Regions from separate parts of the Sus scrofa genome. Here region 2 is linked to region 1. Evidence: chromatin contacts called from public Hi-C data. All regions are on one chromosome and are shown on one strand. The core of a region is the stretch at or near the end of the contact, and the rest is flanking DNA. Distances in the headings are between cores, read along the strand shown.

Evidence for each region. A called contact is a pair of places that touch in the nucleus more often than the background predicts.
Region 2: a Hi-C map of retroperitoneal adipose tissue shows a contact between it and region 1, with 6 times the contacts expected there. The contact joins two enhancer-like sites. A contact is called at or near these places in 3 of 5 promoter capture datasets (fetal liver, fetal skeletal muscle and liver), 28 of 47 Hi-C or Micro-C datasets (adipose tissue, alveolar macrophages, blood and 15 more) and 2 of 2 datasets of contacts at active chromatin or transcription factors (alveolar macrophages and skeletal muscle).

The regions. Positions count from the first base shown.
Region 1 is chr1:273,588,789-273,595,263 of Sscrofa11.1, reverse strand. No RefSeq gene overlaps it. Among named protein-coding and RNA genes, the nearest start is that of WDR5, 32 kb to the right of the region's middle. Within about 2 kb of position 4,438, at least 20 of the 83 cell types and tissues checked have an H3K27ac peak or open chromatin away from gene starts, as enhancers often do. A contact at or near this core is called in adipose tissue, fetal liver, liver and 3 more, where this site is marked.
Region 2 is chr1:273,790,008-273,795,771 of Sscrofa11.1, reverse strand. It overlaps RXRA (retinoic acid receptor RXR-alpha), which reads right to left. Exons shown (of 10, transcript XM_021071603.1): 8 at 4,929-5,020; 9 at 3,315-3,420; 10 at 1-1,733. The coding sequence ends at 1,586. Among named protein-coding and RNA genes, the nearest start is that of RXRA, 94 kb to the right of the region's middle. Within about 2 kb of position 2,396, at least 38 of the 83 cell types and tissues checked have an H3K27ac peak or open chromatin away from gene starts, as enhancers often do. A contact at or near this core is called in adipose tissue, fetal liver, liver and 3 more, where this site is marked.

The DNA of each region.
Region 1 (6,475 bases), core at 3,189-5,688:
TCTCTTCCGTGGTCACCAGCATCGGGCACCCACTGCTCTCACCACCTGACTGGACCCTGGCCTTCTCGCCCCGACACTGAGGGGGCCACCCCTTCTCCTGGAGGCACATCCTGGAGCCGTGAGCCTGACCACAGCCGAGACGGGAGGCAGTGCGTTTCCCCCACAGCCCGGCGAGGAGGCAGAGGTGACCCCGCAGAACCGGGGTGGGGGTGTCCAGTCTCACTGAGACCTCCCTCGGGCTCTGTGACTTTGGGGACCTGGGCCCCATTGCCAGACCTCAGCTTCCCCATCTGCAAAGTGGGTCTGAGGGGAAACGTCGGCAGCGCCCCACCTAGAGCATCGCGTGGAAGCCTGTGGGCCAAGCAGGCCCGGTACAGAGCAAACATGACCTCCCCCCACCTGGACGGAAGGTGCTGGAAACAGAGTCTGCCTGCTTCTCACGGATGGGGAGGGCACACCCTGTCTGGACTTGGCTCCAGGACATCTGTCCCCGCCTGCCTCTGGGGAGCCCAGGAGCTGAGAAGAAGCACGAGCCTGGGCGTCCTCGGGTCCTGGCCGCCGCGGACACCCCTGTGCTGTCCTGGGCCAGCTCTCTTCTTGCCTGCTGCCTCCCCCGCAGAAGGTCCCTTCCGTGACATGTGGCGCGTGACTCGGGAGGGCAGAGGGCTCAGCGCGGGCCCAGCCCCCCTGCACTCTGCCCCGCAAAGGAAGTGGATTTTTAAGGATGTGGCCCAAAGGCGTTTTTTAAACCGCTAATTGGGTAAGTCGTGTCCCTTCTCCTCACACACATGCACACACGCTCGCACACCCGCTCCCATGGCTTTGCTTCTCCAGCAAACAAACACAGCGTAATCTCTGTTACCGCACAGAATGTCCTGTTTAGGTGGACAGGAGCCAAAAGCGATGACCCCAAGCTGTCCCACCACGGAATGCATTTCCAGGAAGAGGTCGATGGCCTGGTGCACTTCCCCCCCTGCCCCCCCCCCGGAGGAAAGCCCCCAGTAGCGCCGCCTTGAACCCCAGCGAGCAGCCCCCCACGCTTCCCACGTGACCACTGTCCGGGAAGGAGTGACTTGAGTGGCTCCCGAAAAACGTGACGTTCCAGCACGAGAGACAAGTGGCCGACAAAGCAAAGGACAAAAGACGAACGTGGAAGGGAACTACTTGCTGCATGTGGGGCCGGAAGAGACTGGCGGTCGCTGGTGAAGGCTCTCAGGCGTCCGTGACAAAGACGCCTTACCACCCCCTCCCCCGCCCTTTAGGGGGAAATCGGGCGAAGGACGTGAACACCGATTCACGCAGAGTCAACAGGCGTTTCGAAGTGTGTCACTTCACGGAAATCAAAAGTTAAAAGTGATAAGAAAACAGCCATGTCCTCCCCCCAACGAAGGGGCAGCGATGGTTCCGTGAGTGCCTGAAATTAACACGGAGGAGAGAAAAGGCCCCCCCGTCTCCCCGCCTGGTGTCCTGGGAGGAAACGGGGTGACTTTCACGCAGTCAGATGCAGGCACCCGAGGACCTGGTCACCTCACTTCCGGCCTCCTCCCTCCGAGGCCTGGGTCCCCACGGGCCTGTGTCCCCATGCTGGTGTTTGTTACGGCAAAAACTGTCAAAATGTTTCAAGGGTTGAGGTTGGGGCATAAATTACAAAGTTTTTGCATAGGATGATCCCGCGTGGTCTGTGGTGGAGGAGCTCATGATGGCTACGGAGAAAAACCGGACAGAGACGATAGAACCGTGTGATCCTGATATTTAAATACGCAAAGACTACAAGGGACAGGTGCTGGAGAGGGTATGGAGGAAAGGGAACCTCCTACACTTTGGGGGCGAACGCAAATCGGTGCAGTCACTGTGGAGAGCAGTGTGGAGGGTCCTTAAAAAGGTACTTATAAACCACCATATGATCCAGCAATCCCACTCCTGGGCATATGTCCAGAGAAAGCCATAATTCAAAAAAAATACTCACGCCCCAAGGTTCACTGCAGCACTGCTCACAATTGCCAAAGACCTGGAAGCAACCTAAATGTCCACTCACAGAGGAGTGGATGAAGAAGATGTGGTCCATACACACAATGGAATATTACTCAGCTGTGAAAAAGGATGAACTAATGCCATTTGCAGCCAACTGGATGGACCTAGAGATGATCATTTGGTGACATAAACCAAAGACAGATGCGTAATATCGTGAACACCTGTAATCTAAAAAAATGCAAGTGAATTATTTCCAAAGCAGAAATAAATAAATAAGGATACATCACACACACACACACACGGGAAAGGCAGAAAGATGCACTTTGAAATGTTGGGGTCTCTGGACGATAGAACTGATTTTCTCTAAGTGAAAAAATGTTCGCTCTGTTCTTCCTATTCTATTTTTTTGTATACTGAATCTGTTTTCTTTTCTTCCCCAGAACTAAACACTAAAACTTGCCCCTGTTCCAAAGCTCGCCGCGGAGCCCATAGAGGTGCCCTAGAAAGGCACCAGGTCCGCAACCGGGGGCGAGACTGTCAGCGGGTCACTCCTTCCGGGCCCTGGATCTCCCCGAGGAAGGGGGAGACACCTGACACCGACCCGCCAGGCCCGGGGTCTCTGACGGTGAAACTGGAGCACAGCTGCGACCCGGCCACCCTGCCCCAGGGGAGCTGGGGCTGCGTCATCGGCTCAGTTACGGTCCGCAGCCTTGAAGCTGCCGGGTGACCGATGGCCTTTTCAGCAGGTGAACTAACAGGCGGCCTTCAGGACGTGGCGCTGGAGTCTCAAGCGTCACCCCCGGCCCCTGAGCCGGGCCCCGTGGGTCCCTCGTCGCAGCTTGGAAAGGGACCCGGCCTGTGCCCCACCTCTCCCAGGACACTGAACTGGAGGGAGGGTCATCCCCAGCCCCCCACACGGCCCGGGCCTGAGGCTCCATGGACCCCAGGGCGACGTGTGTCCTGGAGAGACACCTCAGCGACAGGTGTTCCTGAGGTCGAAGCCAAGCCCCCGCCTGCTGGGAGCCCGCCCCGCCCTTGCTGGATCCAGAGCCGGCAGACACGCTCTCTCCCTCCTCTGCCTTCTCCCATCCGGGAGCCAGGGGCCGCCCTCGGAGCCGGGGCAGTGGGGGAAGCTGGTTGGGGGCCGCAGGCCAGCGGGGGGGCGAGACTGCCGGTTGGACGAGCTGGGTTGGAGGCGCCCACAGACACCCCAGTGCACGTGTGGGGTCCTAGGGCCCAGAGATGGGACTAGAGGTGGTGGCCTGGACGATGCCTCCAAGTGTGGGCACATCCGAGGGAAGACCCCACAGCCCGCAGGGGACGGAGGCGGGCAGGGGTCCTGGTGGGGAGGGGTCCCGGAGGCCGTGTGGAGGAAGGAAGGGGACGGCCAGGCCAGTCAGAGGAGGATGAGGGGCACACGGACGTCACCCTTGGAGGAGGAGCCGCCCAGCTCAAGGGGAGGGGTCCTGGGCCAACTGGGATGGGCCGGGGGGCTGCGAGGGGCCTCTGAGTAGGGGGAGCGGAGGAGAGAGGTGACCACCAGAGGGGCGTGGGGACAGGGTTCTGGGTGTGAAAGAGTCATGACGGCAGAAGGACAGTGTGGGCGGAGGCAGCAGGATGCAAGGGGCAGTCCGAGCGGGCACACCACAGAAGTGACCAGGCAGAGTCTGAGCCCAGTGAGGGTGGCAGGGCGGCAGGAGGGAAGCCAGGCACGCGGCGCATCTAACCTGCACCCTTGGCCTTCAAGCTGGGTGGGGGACGGGAGGCACGAGCTGTGAGGAATGATGAGAACTCAGGGCGCCATGGATCCTGGGCCACGGGGCAGATGCCAGGAGCCCCCGTGTGGGGGCCAGGAAGGTCGGGGGGACTCGCCTGGGGTTGGGATCGGGGGGCTGAGGCCCGAGGTCGGCTCCAATCGGACACCGAGGCTCCCCCTGAGCTCCACCTCGTCCTAGTTTGGTTCTGCCTCCCAAGCTCTTTCTACCTCAGGCCCTTTGCACGTGCCAGCCAGGGCTCTGGATCCTCTTTCTCCAGGCCCCTGCTCAGCCGGCTCCACCTTCGCCTTCGATGGAGGCCGAGCCATCACCTCTTGGGAGAAGCCTCCCCTGGCCTCCCAGGAGGATGGGCCCAGGCGCCTGCCGTCCCACGTTCCCCCCTCATTTGTCCTCTGCTGTCCAGGCTCCTCCTTCTACAAGGTGACACCTGCCAGTACCAGCTGTCCACTCACCTCTCCTCCCGTGAGACCCTCCTGGGAGCCCCCTGTTGAGGGCTTGCCGCATCCCAGACAGAAGTGCCTGCCGCGCTCAGGGCCACATGTACTGAGCATACGTGGGGCCCCCAAGGCGGGCAGCGCGACCCTGTTTTACAGAGGGGGAAATGCAGGCAAGAAGGGCCTGGCCACGCTCAGGCCACACTCTACTTCCTGAAGCGCTCAGCACAGGGCCGCGTGGACAGGTCCCCCGGGGCCCACCCTGGACACCGGCCCGGAAGGAAAGAGGAGCGCGTGGCCCAGCATCCCAAGGTCCCGGGCCAAGCGCAGAGGATGCTGGCTCCCCGCTGAGCAGGGGCAAAGCCGGGGTTACTCCAGGCTAAATAAACAAGAGCACTGGGCAGGAAGGGGGATGGGCAGACCCAGCGCGTCCACCAGCCAGCCCGCTGGTCTGTGAGCTGCGCCTGCGGGGAGCCTGGGGCAGCACCAGGGGGCTGGCTGCTCACCCCGGGGGGGGGGGGGGGGGGGCGGGGGCTGGGACGGCGGCAGCCTGGCCCCAGCCCCCGCCCCGCTTCCTGCACTCAGACCAGAAGGTGGAAGCCTGAGCAGTATCTGTCCCCATGTCCAGGTAGGACCCTCAGTGGGGGCTGGCAGGCCACTCGGCCTCCTAGCTGGCCTGGGGGGTGGCCCTGGCGGTCGCCCAGTTTCCTCCTAGGCCCGACAGGAGGCTTGAAATGAACCCAGGTCCTGCGGAAGGTGAGTCCCTGGAATCGTGAACATAAACGCATGGTTTTGTTTGTTGCTTTTTAGGGCCTCACCTGCGGCACATGGAGGTTCCCAGGCTAAGGGTCCAATTGGAGCTGCAGCTGCGGGCCTCCACCACAGCCACGGCCACACCAGATCGGAACCGCATCTGTGGTCTACACCACAGCCACGGCCACACCAGATCGGAACCGCATCTGTGGTCTACACCACAGCCACGGCCACACCAGATCGGAACCGCATCTGTGGTCTACACCACAGCCACGGCCACACCAGATCGGAACCGCATCTGTGGTCTACACCACAGCCACGGCCACACCAGATCGGAACCGCATCTGTGGTCTACACCACAGCCACGGCCACACCAGATCGGAACCGCATCTGTGGTCTACACCACAGCCACGGCCACACCAGATCGGAACCGCATCTGTGGTCTACACCACAGCCACGGCCACACCGGTACTTAACCCTCTGAGCGAGGCCCCGGATCTAACCCTAGTGCTCATGGCTACTAGTCAGTCTCACTACCGCTGAGCCACAACGGGAACTCAGTAGAGTTGCATTCTTTCTGGAGAGAGAGCAGGCTTCCCTCAGAGTCTAAAAAGCCTATGATGTGACCCCCCCCGCCGCCCGCTCCCCACCCCCAGCAGGGATCTTCCCATTTCAGAGACGCAGGAGCAACCGCCCAAGGTCTCCAAGGGGCTGATGGCAGAGCAGGGCCAAGTCCCAGGTCCTGATCTCTGGGGAGAGGCTGCTTCACTCCACTGTGGGGGGAGGAGGAGTCTGGGCTGGACACAGGATCCAGCAGCTGCCCAGCCTGCCCAGCCCCTCCAGTCTTCACGACAAGCCCGCGTACAGACCGGGAAACCGAGGCTTGGAGACAGCAGTGGGGTAAACAGCGACCCCACATATATAGGCCCCTGGTACCCGTGAACGCAATTTTTGGGGACTAGAAATAGCTTAAGGATCTCGAAAGATTCCCCTGGATTCCTGGGGAGGATCCTGGACTCCCCTGGGGAGGGCGGGGTGGGGGGCGGGCTACGTCCAAGGACCACGTCCTTATAAAAGTCAGAAGAGGAAAGACGACAGGAAGGCAAAGGCAGAGCACAGGCTGGAGATACGGCCACGAGCCCAGGACGCCTGGGCCACCAGCAGCTGAAAGAGTCAGGAGGGACCCTCCCCTGGTGCCTCCAGAGGGAGGGCAGGCCTGCGCCATCTGGATCTCAGGCTTCCGGCCCCCAGAACAGGGAGAAAAGGAATTTCTGTGGTTTTCAGGCCCCTGTCACCACCGGAGCTCTGTTACAGCAGCCGCGGGAGCCTAACGCAGAGAGCTTCACCTGGACACCGCGGGGCTCCAGCCCTGTGACGACCCCAGAGTCTCCACTAAAGACCACCCAGCACCGTCCAGGACGGAGAGCAGATCCGGGCCCTCCCTGCCCTGATTTGATTTCACTTGATTTATTTTTGTCTTTTTATGGTTGCCCCCACGGCACATGGAGGTTCCCAGGCTAGGGGTCTTGAATTGGAGCTGTA
Region 2 (5,764 bases), core at 1,147-3,646, 200 kb before region 1:
CGCCTCTCCTGGGCCACCAGGCTGGGGGTGGGGCAAGAGAACGGGGGCGTCCGTGGACTCTCCCACACCTGCACCCAGGCCTCACGCTCCTCTTGGGCCAGACTTGGGACAGCGAAGAACGGACTCTTCCCCACGGAGGCCTGGAGGCCGGCCTCTCCCCACCCAGCCCCAGGGGTGCGGGGGAGCCCCAGTCAGGGCCCGCACCACCTGGGGACGCGGCCTCGGGGAGAGCGGGCACAAGCCCTGCCCTCACCCCAGCTCCGGGTCTCTGGTGGGGGCAGGGGGAAGACGGGCTTGACAGAGCTCCCCCTGAGGGGCTGGGAAGATGCAACCCCCGCCCCCCGCCCAGGTCAGGCCCCCACTACTGGCGAAGGCTGGGTTCACGGGGTTAGAGGCCCTAAAGGCAAAGCAGTGAGACCTGGGGGGGGGCGTTACAGAGCGAAGGGCCCAGGGCTGGAGGGGGGCCCTCGGCCAGAGCAGGTGTTGCTGGAGCTCCCACTCGGGGCTCCGTCACCCAGACCGGACGCCAAGGGGCATCCAGCTGAGGATGCTGGCACTCAAGGGCCCTGATCCGAAGAGCCCGCCAGGGGTCTGTGCCCCAGAGAGCTCTGGACCGAGGCCTCCCCACCCCCCAAGCCCCGGCTGTGCCCACACGTCCCTCCAGCTCTCCATCCTTGGACACGGCTGCCCAAGGACCAACCCTCCTCCCTCCATCCCCGTGGGCCTGCTGGGGGGTGACCTCTGGCCTTGAGAGGTCAGCAGAGCCCGAGTCGGCCTAGCCCCCCCCAGGGGTTCCAGGAAGGGCAGACAGCAGGCCAGCCCTCCAGGCCCAGGGGCCGGCCGTGGAAGATCGGGGGCACCCTGGGGTGTGCGGGCCCACGTTGGGCAAGAAGCTGAAACCACGACAACGCAAAGGGAAAGCGGAGGTGGGGGTGGGCGACCCCCGTCTCTGCAGCCTTGAGGTGGCCCCAGCCCTGCGCAGAGGTCGGCTCCTGTTCTGATTGGCTCGGGGGTGAAGCGGAAAGTCATCTTTGGAAAAGGGGGTGGCTCCTCACCCTTGGCTCTGAGGGAAGGCGAGGCCACCCGCCCCCGAGCCCCTCTCCTCTCCCTGGGGGCCAGGAGGGGCCTTCCTCCATGAAACGCCCGCCCCCCCACCCCACCCGTCCCCTCCTCCTGCTGGTGGGTGGGCCCGGGCTGGCGGGCCGCGAAGGCAGGGCACCCCACACAGAGGACCTCGCACGGGAGACTTCCCAAACCAGCGACAACCGTGACCGAACGAAGCTGCCCTCTGACGGGGGGGCAGCTCCAGGGCCAGGGGCCCAAGACCCGTGAGTCCCCCGGGCGTCCCCCGGGGAGAGCCTGGCGGGCCTGGCCGGGGCTCCCGCCGGCTCCTGCCACTCCAGCGGCCGCCCCAGGAAAGCCGCTGCCCGGTCCAGACGAGCAGAATGGAAGGTAACAGGGTGGCAGCACATCTCAGGCTTAGCAGGGACGGGCCACTCCCGGAGTCCAAACAGCCAGGCGAGCGGGGGCAGACGAGCTGGCTGAGAAGAGCGGCCGGCGGCCAGGCGGAGGGCGGCCCGCGGGCCTAGGTCATTTGGTGGGGGGCCTCCAGCATCTCCATGAGGAAGGTGTCGATGGGCGTGTCCCCGATGAGCTTGAAGAAGAAGAGGTGTTCCAGGCACTTGAGGCCGATGGAGCGCAGAGCCGGCAGGCGCAGCAGCAGCTTGGCGAACCTGCGGGAGCCGAGCCGCGTGAGGGGCCCGGGCCACGGCCCCCCGCCCAGCCCCGGGCGCTGCCGCCGCTGGGCTGGGGGCCGCCTGAGCGGAGCCTCGGAGGCAGGACGGCTCTGGGCAGAGAAGGCGGCAGGCGGCCCGGCGGCCGGGAGCGCAGAGGGGGGTGCAGACCTGGAAAGAAGCCCTTCGGGGCGGAGATCCCGGAGGAAGGGCCAGGGGGAGACGGCGGCTGGACGGGGCCGGGCTGGACAGGGCTTTGGGCAACGTCAAAACACGTGGGCTTCCTCCCAGGGCCGCAGGGAGCCGCGGCAGGGTTTTAAGCAGGAGGGAGAACCACAAGGGCTGCTCTGAGTCGCAGCCCTGCCGCTGGCCGAGGGAGGCCTGCGGGGGAAGCAGCCCTGGAGCCTGAGCGACAGGCCCTTCTCAGAAAGGACCAGCTCCAGGGCGCCCCCACCAGCCCTCACCTTCGGGGGGCTCTGCTGGCTGCCAGGAGGGCAGGTGGGAGGGAAGCCTCTGCAGGCCGGGCCCTCCCCCGGGGCAGTTTCGGGGGAGGACACTGATGGGGGAGCCTCTGGGGGGCTCTTGGAGGAGGAAAGCCAGGCTCAGTGGCTCTGCCGCCAAGGACAGGGCCGTGTGGGGACGGGGCCAGAGGTCCCTCCAGGAACACCCACGTCTGCCCCTCCTCGTCCCCAGCCCGCGTGCTGCCAGCTCTCTCCGCACGACCCTCCGGGGACCCCCGGGGCCTCATTAATTATTAACAATGTCTGTATTTCAGGGGGACAGCCCCGTGCTTGGCTGCAACACAACCCGTGTTTTAAAGGCAAAAGCGCGGCTTAGAGGCTGGAGCAGGGCCAGGGAACGAGCCGTTTTCTGCTGAGCTGGCGAGATGGGCTGGGGCCGGAGGCCAGGAAAAACAGACGGGCCTGCTGCCCCTCCCCCTCCCCTCCCCCTCCTCCTCCGGGAAGTCTCACTTTAAACCAAACCAGATGAGGCCGAGCAGGGCGGGTAACCCTGTGCGCGCCGGTCGGTGGGGTGGGAAGGGGGAGAGGGAGGCCTGGGGCTGGGGGGGACCCCCACCCGCTCCCAGGAGACCCCCTTTGGGAGGAAGCGGGTCCGATCAGGACAGGAGACCTGAAAGGCCGCGAAGCCACCGACCTCCCCCTCACCCAGACACCCGCTGTGCGCCTGGCACTGTGGACCCAGAAAAGAGACAATTCCAGCCCTTCCAGGGCCTGCAGTTGGCAGAGGGAGTCAAGCTCTGCACCCAGGCCACGCCTCGGCCATCTACTCTGCACCTGTCTACAAAGCACCTACTGTGTGCTGGCACTGTCCCTGCTAGAGACGAGCAACCAGGGCCCCGCCTCTTTGGGCAGGGACACGTTACCTACTATGTGCCGGCACAGGGCCCATCCTTTCGGTGGGGCTGCAGGGAAGTGTGAGAGTGTGTGCGTGGGGCCAGGAGCAAGGCCCTGGACAGACGAGGGGCAACGCCTTCTAACCCACCCGCATGTCTGAGGGCTGGGGGTGGCCCTGCCTGGGCAGGGGCCTGGAGGGAGACCCTGAGGTCGGTCCGGGGCTCACCTTCCGGGCTGCTCGGGGTACTTGTGTTTGCAGTACGCCTCCAGGGACGCGTAGACCTTCTCGCGAAGGGCCTCCACCTCGGCCGGGTTCGAGAGTCCCTTGGAGTCTGCGAGGGAGCAGGGACCGCAGGTCAGAGCCCCCTGGGAAGCTGCCCCAGGAACCCACAGACCCACTGGGACGAGGCTGCCCTGCACGGGAGGCCCACCCTGCCGCTCGCTGGCCACCTGACCTTGGCCCAGTCCCTGAGCTCCTGTCCTTCAGCTCCCCCCTCTGAAAAGGGGGCTGACCTGCCCTGCCAGCTCCTGGCCATCACAGCAATCGGGTCAACTCTCAAGCTTCTGCAGCCCTGGGTCTGAGGCCCTCAGACCCGAAAGAAGGGTTCACAGTCTCTTCCTGAAGCAGCCAGGCCCCTCCCGGGTCAGGGGTGGGGGCAGAGCGGCCATGAGGCCATCCTGAGCCCGGGGACCCTGGGGCCGGAGCCCAGTGTGGAAGGGGCTCTGCCTGTGGACACAGATGCCAGCACCAGAGCCGCCCAAACCTCCAGGCCCAGGGATGAGGCCACAGGAGCAAGGGCCGACCGGGTTGTCCTGGCGAGTCCCAGGCATCTGAAGCAGGGGGAGCCCCCAGGCCGGGCAGGGCTCCGTCCTCTCCCGCAGTCACCCCCAAACTGACGCTGGGCCAGCTTCTCTCCTCACTGTCCCCGACAGCACCCACCACTGGGCATCAGGATTCGGGCTCACACAGCCCCAAATCTGGCCTCAGCTGGGGGAGGTGGTCCCTCCTGGTGGCAAAGGGACCAGAGGCCAGGGCAGCCCCACCAACCCATTGCTGGTCTGAAGCCGCTGTAGCGCCTGGAGGCTCAGCCATGGGACAGGCCCACTGTCAGGTCCTCCGAGGCCCAGGGCGAGGGGTCCCACACAGCCCAGCCCAGGCTGCCTGACGTCCGGCACAGGCCCATGGCCCAGAGCGAATGCCATGGTGGCCGGGGGTCCTAAGAGCTTTGGGAACCTGCCAGGCTCCTCGGCAGCTGGGCTCCCCCGGCCCTGGGGCTGTGCTAACTCCTGTCTTGGGCGAACACCCACACCCAGGCCCCATCGGGTGAACCAGCAGCCAAGCCACACAAAGCTTCAATGCAGATTCTGCAGGGCAGCGCCCTGCAGGGCAGGGTCACGGCTGGAGCACAAACCTGGGGAAACGGGCTCTCCCCCGAGGGGACCCCATGGCCACCCGGGCCCCGCCTCTCAGCGCTGGAGCTGACGGAGAACAGGGAGTCGGGACCCTCCACCCCTGGGGCCGCCCCCTCCTCCTCGCCACCTGGTCAGCCCCCTGCCCCTGCCCCCAGAACACCGAGGCAGCCCGGAACCTGCCCCCGACGTCCCCACCCAGCCCCAGACCCCCAGGGCTCCAGGAGGCCTCGCCCGGACACGGAGGATGAGCTCGGCTGACCGAGCCAGTCTGACCCTCACGCGGGCCTCGAGAAGAGGGCAGCACGGCTGCGCCCCCATCACAAGGGAGAAACCCATCAGGGCCCAGGCGAGGGGCCGCTGGCCGAGGCGGCAGCGCAGGCAGGACGGGGCTGGCCCGGGGGCGGGTGGCGGCGGGGAGGAGGCGCACCCGGGTTGAAGAGGACGATGGCGCGCAGGCAGCCGAGCTCCGTCTTGTCCATCTGCATGTCCCTCATCTTGGACACCAGCTCCGTCAGCACCCTGCGGGGAAGCGGGGGCAGGCTTCGGGTCAGACCGCGCCCTCGCCCCGGAACCCCGGAGGCCCGGGAAGCCCGGTCTGGGCCCGGAGGGCGGCTGAGACGGTCACGGCGAACCCGGGAGCCACCGCCTGTCCGGTTCCGCCCCGGCGGTGGGCTCCTCTCCTCTCACTCAAGAGGGTCTGCGCGTGGGATTTGTTTCTGGGAACCTGGGGGCTGAAGTGGGACCTCGTGACAGCCGGGGTGAGCCAGAGCCCTGGACGTCGGGGGCAAGGTCCACCGGCCCAGGGGCCCGCCGGCCCAGGGGTCCACCGGCCCAGGGGCCCGCCGGGCTGCAGGCGGGCACGCAGCCTCAGGCCGAGCCCGGGCACCACAGCCCTCGAGTCCATGTCCCCGGCCCCTTCCCCACTGCAGGGCGGCTCTGTTCCCCTCCTGTCATCAGCCGCCGACCAGACCCCCACCACTGTCACCTCTCCAGCAGCTGGGAACCATGGAAGTGCCAGCTGGTGTGAGGCAGGGGCTGCATTTCTAAACATCCTGGGGACGTGCCCTCTGGGGTGGCTTCTATGGGGAACAAATGCTGCCCCCCGCTGCCCCCTTGGGTGGCACTTCTGCACCCGAGCTGTGAAAGGCCCTGCGACGGCCTGTAGCAGAGACACCCCGGGGTCTGTCTACACCAGCGCCTGCCCACGGTGCATGGCGCAGGCAGGGCGGTCTGGGGCTGCACTTTGTCCCACCTGCTCCATCC